Regions from separate parts of the Anser cygnoides genome. Here region 1 is linked to region 2. Evidence: chromatin contacts called from public Hi-C data. All regions are on one chromosome and are shown on one strand. The core of a region is the stretch at or near the end of the contact, and the rest is flanking DNA. Distances in the headings are between cores, read along the strand shown. Region 1 holds the start of TCIM (transcriptional and immune response regulator). Region 2 holds the start of ANK1 (ankyrin 1).

Region 1 (5,377 bases), core at 274-2,773, 290 kb after region 2:
TGCAGGAATAGCGAGAGCCTGAGGACTGTACCGCTTGCTGTTGTTTGGAGCTGCTCATTTTCTAAGAAAAATGAGCATAGAGCATTCTCCTCATAGAGGAGAAACTAAGAGCTGAGTTTGATTTACAATTAAATTTCATCAGGTTTTTCTGGAAATGCCAGAGTCAGCACAGCACAGCTGTGGGTAAAACTCTGGTACTGCTGAACTGGATGGCAGAACTTCAGGGAAAACAAATGTTGCAGACTAAGAACAGAGCCTGCAAATTGGCGTTCTTGGTAATTAAGGGGAAGTGTAAGCAGTCTGCTCTTAAAACAGGATCTGTGTGAAATGACCAAAAGAGGATAAACCCACTCCTCCATGAGAATTGAGCATTTCAGACAAGAGAAATTATATTTACAGTATAATTTATTAAATTTCAGATTGCCATATGCAATAAATTATAGTCAATATAATGATAGCATTGTCATAAAATATTACCATGAAGTACTTGTCTAATATCTAATGTAATTTATACAAATAAGAACGGTAATTATGATGTTTAGAAATTCAGTGTTAATGGGAAGTGAGCAAAATATTAAGGAACTTCACAGTAAATTCAGGGAAATATGTCATTATTATTGCTTTTGTGCAACAATTTATAATGCACCCATACTGCATGAGAAAGAAAAGGTACAGTCACGTAGTGTCTCTAGAGCAAATGCATTCCCTGAAGGCTGAACTTATTGCACCCATACGGTGCACTTCAAAGCATTTTAACAAATGCAGAACGATAAATGATCAGTAGCTGATCAACCTCTAGACTCTCCATTCTAGCAGACAACAGCGAGGCTTAGAAAGGTTTCAAACTTTAGGTAACAAGTTCAGGAAGGCAAAGCAAACACACGAAGTCAGTAAATGCTCAGTCCGTGAGCAGCACCCGCCGTGCGGTGCCGCGGGCTGGCTGGGGTGTGCTGGCCCCCTCCGGGCACTGGCCCCAGGCTGCGGCGCTGCCGCGGGCAGTCCCGGTCCCGTCGGCCGTCTCCCGGCACCGTGCGTCCCGCCAGGAGCTCGCAGGGCAGCACAGCGTGCCGCCTGCGGCAGGAGGTGGCGATCAGTCTCGTCCCGAAACGTTCTCCTCCATTGCCGTTCCCTTCGCCGGCTCAGTGGACTTTGATGGAGTATTTCCGAAATTTCAGGAACTGGAGGAGCTTGTCTTTTCGCCTCTGCTTTAGTGCCATTAGTGCTCTCGTTTTCTCCTCCACGTCCTGGTCGGTGGCGAGGATGATCTTGGCTCTTTCCTCTGCCTTCTTGTCTCCGGAGTGTTTGAAGAGTTTCTGGAGCGACTCTTCGTCGATGCTCTCAAAGATATTGGCCACGGCTTTCTTGCGCAGGGCTGTGTCGAAGCGGTAGCCGTGGACCGAGGGGCTCACTCTCAGGGATGTGGACATGGCTGAGGTTGTGTTGCTTCTCCTTGCTTTCATCTACGTCGGATGCTCTGGGGTTTGCCTTCTGGGTCTGATCGGAGGGATCTGTGTGGTATCTGTGCTGAAGACTGCTATTTAAAGGCAGGCTGAGAAAAAGCCGGAGAGCTCAAGTTACAGTGATGAGGTCACGCTGATGTCAACACTGAATAGTCATAGGCAAGTTAACATTTAAGTTGCCAACTTTCCTCTGTTGTGCAGCCAACTGTAAAAGATTGCTGTGATTCTGCTGTGAGTTTTTCTTTGACCTGGTGCAGAAGGGGATTCGTGCAACTTCCAGCACCGTTGTGTGTCGTTGTGCACCGTTGTACAGTTCAAGCTGCACTTGTGGCCTTTCGTTGTGCTCAGAAAAGCTCTGCACTCAGAAAACCTTGCCTGCTGCAACAGGCTCTTGCACCTAATAAAAAGTGAATATTGAGAACTATTGCAATACTAACAAGAGGTTAGCTGTGAGCCTGTGCCTGCAGATGTCTACTTGTCTGTATCCCAGCCAGACAGAAGGACAAGGCAGCAAAACCTGCTCAGGTCTACGTATGGGACGCTTTCTGCTGCTTTCCGTAGGGTACAGGTCACGTTTAGTAAGCTGTATTTTCAAAGCGGTAGGCAGTTCAGCAAAGGCAGCTAATCCATAAGGTCTCCTGCAGTGACTTTCCCGGGATGTTACAACCTGGAGCTGCCCAATTTGCACGTAGTGGGGCAGCAGGTGGCATCTCTCTGCCCCACGGTGCACATGGTGCCGCAGCAACAGCAGCAAGAGGTTTGTTGCTGTGCTCCTGCCTGCAGCTCATCACTGGAAATTAAAGTTTAAATTCAATTCCTCTGCTCCAAAGGAGTTTGTGTTCCCCACCTCTGCATCCCCAAGCCCTAGGGATGCCAACCCCCCTCTCAATAGGATGAGACTGGGTACGGCAGGCTGCGACAGCCAGCTCTGATGGCTGGAGTGTACTGCCAGGGTTAGAAATCTAACCTTACAAAGACCTGCACCCCACTAAATCTGGCCAGGAATGACAGTGGGTTCAAAGGTTGCTCAAGGCCAAGGATCCAGCGATAAGTGTATTTTGGTTAATGGCTTAAAAGTGGCCGGATGCTGCAGAGGCACTGTTTAGAAAATCAGTTGCTTGTGTACCAGCTGTGTTGATGATTCCCCATTACTCATTCCCACTCAAGAAGGCCACAAACAGGCTTTGTCCCCATGACTGCCCACTACTTAGGGGGGTTCCCTTGTTTATGGGAGAGCCGTGGAGGTGATAGGTGATTGCAGCAAGGAGCAGAGCCGCAGTGACATTGCCTGGTTGCTTGTCACTCCGTATTCCCTCCTCTAACACTTCTGTTCCTTCAGACAGAAGGCAGGAATGTGTCCCTGCACAGCCCTGCAGAAACCCTCTCCTGGCTCTAGCCAGGGAAAAGCCCACAAAGTCCATGTGCTAGGCATTTGTGCAGGCATAGAATAATAATTAATAATAATAATAATAAAGTAATTGTGAACTGTATTGCTTACTAGACAATACAGCAGGCCAGGCTGCTGCTTGGGCAGCAAAACAATTGGTAGTCACCAGCTCCATGCACTTAGATAACAACTGAACCTCTGCACTTCCTGCTGGCGGGGCTCGCCGTGCTTTTTATCTTTAGGAGAGGGAGTGGATTGCGTTTAACTGCTTGACCACTTTCCTATCTGTGACTTAGGAATCGTAAATAGAGCCGGGCACACCCTGGCGCAGCCCTGCACGCTCCATTCAGCCGCATCCTGCTGGGGGACAGGGTTTTCCTGCGGCGGCTCCGCCAGGCGCTGCTCGGTGCCATTGTTACCTGCGTGAGCTCTCGCTGCACGTGCCTGGGATTTTTTTCCACCGGTTCTGCATCACCACCATTGTATGGCTTGCTTTTTACAATTTTCCTAAGTTTCTTTTGTATGTGCTAGCTATTACATGAGTCGGCGTATAAACAGATACCTTTACAAAACCTCTTAATTCTCCTCCTGCCACAAAAACTTAAAAGCCTCTTACTTTACCGTAGCCTTGCTGAATTTGAGAGCATTACACATCAGCTGATGCTTGCTCAACATTTGCAGGGTAAATATGCCCTGAAAATAGGATCTTTTTGATGTGGCTGGCTTCTGGGCCTCTGCCTATGGAAGAGCTCCATGTTTTATCGATGGCTTGCTAAAAAGAAATACAAGAGGGGGGAGCAGTAGGAAGAAGGAAGATGCGTGTTGATTTCCTCTCCTGCTCAGATGCAAAGTGCTGCCTGAAGTACTGTGTGAAGGGAAAACCTGCCTGTGAAAATGTCCAGCTGAAATGCTAAACATTACTTGCTTCACTGAACAGAGAAGTACACTTTCAACGTACTTAGGACAAAAAAACAGCACCAGGAGATCCGTGGTGATCTTGTAGATGTAGAAAACAAACCTTCCTTCTGCAAAGCACGATTTCCCGTAGTTGAAAAGAGGAGCTGAGGCGTGTTAACATATGCCTACTTTTTACTGCTTTTACTGCACATGGAATCGTTCTGCAGGTATTTGCAGAGATATGGCTGATAGAATAAATTAGCAATATTTGTGGCAGATACATGCTCAGAAAAGTATCTGCCATGGAAACCGAGAATAAAACTGATGCTATAAGAGTAAGACATCAAAAAGCTGCCAAGATGAAGAATGTGGTTTTTTTTGTGAGCTCATCTTGCACTGAGCAGTAACAAATGCCTTTGCCCCTTCAAGCTTCTCTTCCCACTTTGCATAAATTTAGTTGTGTTCAACTCTGACTGAGAGATGAAGCTATACCTCGTCTGTTTTTTCCACTATTTTTTATATCATTCTTTTAATACTGCCTTCCCAGTAATGCCTAGGAGGAATTATTCATGTGTTGGGCTGGAGCGAAACTTCAGACAAGATGCGATTTCTATCACAGCTCTCCTGCTATTATTGTATAATTGCTTCGTGAACGTAAACGCTCTGTTTCACACATTAATGGGAGGATTAATTCCAACCCACTATTCTGTCTCTGCAGAACGGCTTAGCCACATCCCTAACTGCGCTCTGCTTTTTGGGAGATGACGTACTTGGAGGGTTCCTGCCATGGGGCTCTTCTGTGGGAGGAACAGCCTTGCCTGAGCTCGGGGGTCCTCCCACGGCAGTTTTGAAGTGGAGGCACCTATTTTCTGTAGGTTAAACCAACCTTCTGGGTCTAGCAATCACTGGAGGGAAAGACTTGGAGTGGGCGGCTTGGAGGCCACATCTCCCAGCCAGGGCGTCTGCCCGGGGGGCATCGACAGCAAGGGGCTGCTGCAGGAGTCCCGTGGTGCCCCCCGTGGTGCTGCGGGAGGGGCAGGGCAGCCCCGACCTCTGCTCTCTGCTCTGCCAACCAAGAGCCCCGCGCTGGGTCCTGGGTCCCTCAGTCCCTGGCGAAGCCGGGGAGGTGGCAGCTGGGAGCCGCGGGTGCCTTCACCCCTGCGAACTCTTGCAGAGAACTTGGTCTGCATTGGTGTAGCAGTCCAAAATCCCTCCAAACAAGGCAATCTGGGATGCATTTTGTGAAGGCATGTTTTGCATAGCTTTCCTTTCGCTAGCCTGCCTAAGCCCGCACAGCTTGTAATATCGCCTCGGTATTGAAAGATGCGGCAGCCCCAAAGAGCATTGGTGCTACAGAGGCCTCACCAAGCAAAATATTGATGTTATTCCCTAGAAGTGATTTTTCAAAGCAGGCTTCCAAGATCCCTGCTTGGCTGCCTGTTCTTTAGGATGCTGTTGTCCAAACTCCTGCATGAGAGGCAGGAACTTCTGAATATGGGCTGGGTGATTTTCATTGCGCCGGGACTCGGGGGAAAGCAGCAAATAGCAGAGGGCAGGACAACACCACTGGCTGACATTGTGCTCTGTGCTGCCAGCAGGACTACAAACAGCTGTTAATTCTGGCGATCAGGGT
Region 2 (4,696 bases), core at 1,686-4,185:
GGGGGGTAGTGTTTTCTTCACAATCCTGAAACATTTTACAGCTAAAATCATTTACAGATGTTTTTTAGAGGGAAAACATGCACAAAATCTTTTCATAATTTAAAAAGAGCCTTACTTTGCTGACCATGTGGACAGAATATGTGTAACAGTGAAATCATCTTTCTAAATTTTTTTTTCAAATGTATGTCCTTCTCCCTTTCTTGTGCCCCTCTGTATGCAGTTTTTAGTGCTGCAGTAATGTAAAATGTCTGACATCTCAAAGAGTAACAGCGTTTCCCTCCAAACCCCACTTAAAGTTTTCTACTTCTAGCAGGAGGCACTTACTGGGAGACGTGGAAAGGGACACAGGATAAATGAAGCTCTTCATTTCTGCAAGTCAGGAAAAAATTTTAATCTTTAACTTTCCCTGACTCCTTTCCCTTCAGTAAAATTTGGATTTACATGTAAACAAACTATTCACACTGGTGTTTTTGTAGATGAGTTCATTGAAATTGTATGTTTCATTCTGAAAATATAATGTAACTTCAAACAGATCCCGTTCACCACCCAGACATGCGCGTGTGCGCCTGCACAAATGTTCTGTCACTGAACTACTGGGAGCATCTCGAGAGAGAGCTGTTAATAACCCTCGTGCAGTCATGCGGAGGATAGCATGGTTATTGGGCTGCTAGGACAAAAAACGGTTGCAGGCTCTTCAGGTGAACTGCATGTCAGCCATAACTCAGATCCCAAACTCTGCTTTAGTATGTACTTGGAAATGCTGAGGGTCTTGGTTCTGAGCCTTTGAGTAGGCTGAGCTCAAAAGCAGCTGTTTCCAGTGGTCTGCCTTTTAACCTTTATTCTTATGTAATCTTGGAAGATAAAGTGTATGTTTTAGGTGGCTTGATGAGAACCCTGTGGTGTCCTTGTCACTGTTCCATTCCTGGTGTGGTGTAGGAAGTAGCTGAATGTGCCGCTCTTGGGGGGAGTTGGTGACATCGAACACTTCCCTGATTCTTCTGCTATGTTTGAGGCCATTTCATCAGAATAGCCACACTTCTGATCTAGTGTGGGAAATGAGGGGGATCGCCTGTTCTGCAGGAGTGAAACAGCCCAAACACCACAGTAGGATGCAGGTGGCAGGATTTTGCTGTTTATTACTGCATAATCCAATTTGCATTCTTTTCTGGCTACACTGCTCCGTGATAGAGACAGCACTTGCTGGCATGTCACCCAATACAAAAAGGGATACCCTTTAAGGTAGAGTTTTGTTGTTTTTTAATTGTATATGAAGTAGAAATACAGACACGTTATTAAGACTAATTTCTTTTGTTTTAAAACCAAAAGAATCTAAAAGTTGGGTTTCTTCAGATGCACTAAAATGGACTTTTCCTCCAATAACTGCTAACCATAAAAGGCAGAATTCAAAGGACTTCCACTTTTTATTTCTGTTTAGTTTTGAGCATGTACAAGGCTGTGTAGGACCCCATTTCTCTGTATATACTATTCCAGTTCCAAATATCCCATGTAGAAAGCGCACTGTGCTGCCCTCTCCTTCCTAGATCTTCAGCTGTGTCGCTGCTTCCTGACTGCTGGGGGGTAGTGGGGCAGGCGCGGGTCTGCGGCAGGAGGAGAAGCTGTTGAAACGAGGGCCGTGAGTTTGTTTGCTGTTATGTTTGGTTTGGTTTTGTATTTCTTTTTTTTAATTTTATTTTGGTTTTATGTTTTATTTTTGTTTTTTAAATCAATTGGGCAGCTCCCTTTTCCACAAGCCTTTGTGACTGTAGAACTATTGTAGAAAAAATGTTCTTTTCTATATATAAAAAGAAATTATCCAACGCAGTAATATTGGTACCTACCATTTTTCACTTCTGTTTAAAAATAAAATAAAATATGTATTTTTAGCAAGATAACTTGGGTAATCTTCTAAAAGAAATTAAAAAAAAAAACTCACTGTTAGTGACTTTGATGCCTTTTAAAATAAGAGCTTTTTCATTTCATTCCATCTTTAAAATTTTTTATCTTTGTTGTAGAATATTAAAAACTATTTTAAGAAAGATAAAAATTCTCTTTAAAGAGATCTCTAGAGTGTGTGAATAGGAGCTCCAGATGCCTCTAAAAGCCGCATGTACAAATGAAGCTGAGTCTATTCCTGTCTGTTTATATTTGCTTTTCCTGTTTTGTAACCTCTTTGTACTTTGTTCATGGTGACTTGTAAGCTAAGGGGAAGGGGGTGCCTAGATGCCTTTGTAATTCTCCATGTCATACGCTCCTGGCTGGACGGTCTCCCTTCCTCTACTTGTATGTAATATCACTTTTTTTTCCCCTTTCTAGCAAGTACTTTCAAAAGAACTCTGTACATTTTAACATAAAAAAATAAATTATGTTGAGCCATTTTGGATGTCTGTTGTGCATGTGGGTTTTTTCTTCCACGGGAGCGCTGACCTCTGTTACCAGCCGCTGGGCACGATTCCCTGCTCACCTTTTGGTCCCGGGGAGCGGGGCGGTGCTTGGATCGGGGGCGTGCGGCGGCTGAGGTTACGGTTTCGGTGATCGGCTTCCCCTCGGAAGAGCGATCAGGTACCGGTAACGGGAAAACCTCGGAAAGCTTCTGCAGCTCGACCTCGCTCTCCGCGGGGAACACCTGCAGCACGAGACGGCTTCGCTGCCGCCGCCGCTCGCGGAACGGCCGTGCCGGGGCCGCCCCCTGCGAAGCCCCCAGGCGAGCGCTGGGGGGAGGCAGAGCCGCGGCGGGCACGGCCGGGCGCGTTCCCCCGGGCGCGTTCCCCCGGGCGCGTTCCCCCGGGCGCGTTCCCCCGGGCGCGTTCCCCCGGGCGCGTTCCCCCGGGCGCGTTCCCGCGAGCGGCCTCTGCTCGTGCGCGGGGCGGCCGGGGGCGCGCGGCGGGGGGAGGCGGGGGGCCGAGCACGTGCGGGCCCGGGCCGGGGGGCGTCGCGCTCCCGGGCGGTCCGTCCGTTTCCTGGCCCAGCGCGATTTGGGTTATTCGGGAGCGGAGGGGAGAGGGGGCGACCCGCGGTGAGGGCTTTCACTGCGCCGGTCACTTGAGGATTGCAGGGAGTGTGCGAGCACTCACAGGTAAGCGTCCCCAGGCTCCCAGCAGGCACGCATCCTGCACCTGGATGTGCCCGTATTATTTTCCCGTAGTCAGTGTTGGAGTTGAGACTGCATTAACCGTTCTGTGCCAGCAAGCTCTCAAGCTCTTTGTATATTGCTCATAACTTCCTTTTTTTTTCTTTTTTTCTTTTTTTTTTTTAAGCTTTGTCACCATCCGGTAGCAAAGTTGCAAGGTAGAGGGTGTCCATCCCCTCCCCATTGTGCCCCATTTATTCTGTACTGAGCGGTTATAGTTCGGGTTCTTTTTGTATTTGCTTGTTATTTGCTATCTAAACCCATATTTAACATGTTTGATTTGACCATTAAAATGTGTTTGGCTTGAATTGTTATTTACAAGCAACACTGCATCTGCTTTCATTTATTCCCAATTTTCAGAAACATCTCTCATTTTTCAGATACAGTATGGATTTTAGAAGTAAAATGCCAACTGAGAATGGTTGCATGTCCTCCAGCAATTCAAAATGGCTTTGACTTCTGGAATCAATGCCCTGAGTGGTCAGACTAGAACATAATTCTGTTGCTTTAGATAACTGTACAGTTCGAAACGGTGATGGTGAATCGCTGCCATGAAATGGCGATGTACATTTCTGTTCTTGTAAAATGCTTGTATCATAAACTGAGCGGTAGAACAACACAAGGTCTTTATCGAATGCCCTGGTGCCAAATTGTTGTTACACCTGTGCACATGAAATACATTTCAGTTCATTGTTTGAGATCTTTGCAATGCATAATCACAAGCTATCAAGCTTGGGGTGAGCACGGCCAGCACTAATAATGATTAAAATAGTACTTCTTGTGTATTTCTGAGTTCTTAAGGTAGTTGAAACCATTTTAAGAAAAATGCAAATATCTAAATGGGAATGTAACAGTTTATAACAACTTTCTCTCTAGCCTTGTAGGCCAAGGAACAAAAATAAGTGCTTATGAAATCCATAAGCAAGATCACAGGAATGTGATTTTCCAGAGTTAATGAACTGTTAAACAAGTATGGCTCCTTAAGAAAAGTTTATAAAAAATGTTATTTGCTCAAATAAGCTTCACTATTAATAACACCTGTTCGTTTTTGTTGGTGGTGGTGTTGGTTTTATTTTTATTTTTTTAAGGAAAATTAAAAAAACAAACCCCTGTTTGTATTAGTTAACTTGTCTTGATGATACATGCATTTAGGAGTCATGAACAAGGAGATCTCTTTTTCAGTTTCCTGTTGTAGAAACTATCAAATCCTGTTGTTAAAGGACTAAATAGATGAGTTTTTTGTAGATTTGGTTTTGTTTTGTTTTTTTCTGAGAGTTGCCATGCTAGATAGGAGTGAAATCAGACTGTCCTGGTGTGCAGGAACTGCTCGTACCTTACAGCATGCTGCGGGCAGCTGCTGCTGCACGCTCTGGATTGCCACAGCCAGGTAATCGTGCTGTGGACATAAAACTATTCCATTCGGCACTGTCCGGCTTGCTCCAGTTTTGTTAATATGTGGACCAAAATGGCTGTTACCAACACTCAATGCGCAGGGAAGAGTTTGCATGCAACGGACAGCAACGTACAAACTTCTGCCAGGGAGACCAGGGTTGTGGCTTTTCAAGAGGT

What was found. Hi-C and Micro-C count contacts between places; a contact is called where the count stands out from the background.
Region 1: a Hi-C map of liver shows a contact between it and region 2, with 3 times the contacts expected there. The contact joins the promoter of TCIM here to the promoter of ANK1 in region 2. A contact is called at or near these places in 2 of 7 Hi-C or Micro-C datasets (both in liver).

What each region holds. Positions count from the first base shown.
Region 1 is chr26:550,965-556,341 of Taihu_goose_T2T_genome, forward strand. It overlaps TCIM (transcriptional and immune response regulator), which reads right to left and starts at 1,524. Exons shown (of 1, transcript XM_013194470.3): 1 at 388-1,524. The coding sequence starts at 1,460. The coding sequence ends at 1,140.
Region 2 is chr26:261,823-266,518 of Taihu_goose_T2T_genome, forward strand. It overlaps ANK1 (ankyrin 1), which reads left to right and starts at 2,936. Exons shown (of 44, transcript XM_048047277.2): 1 at 2,936-3,073. KAT6A (lysine acetyltransferase 6A) reads left to right here. Exons shown (of 18, transcript XM_066983428.1): 18 at 1-2,380.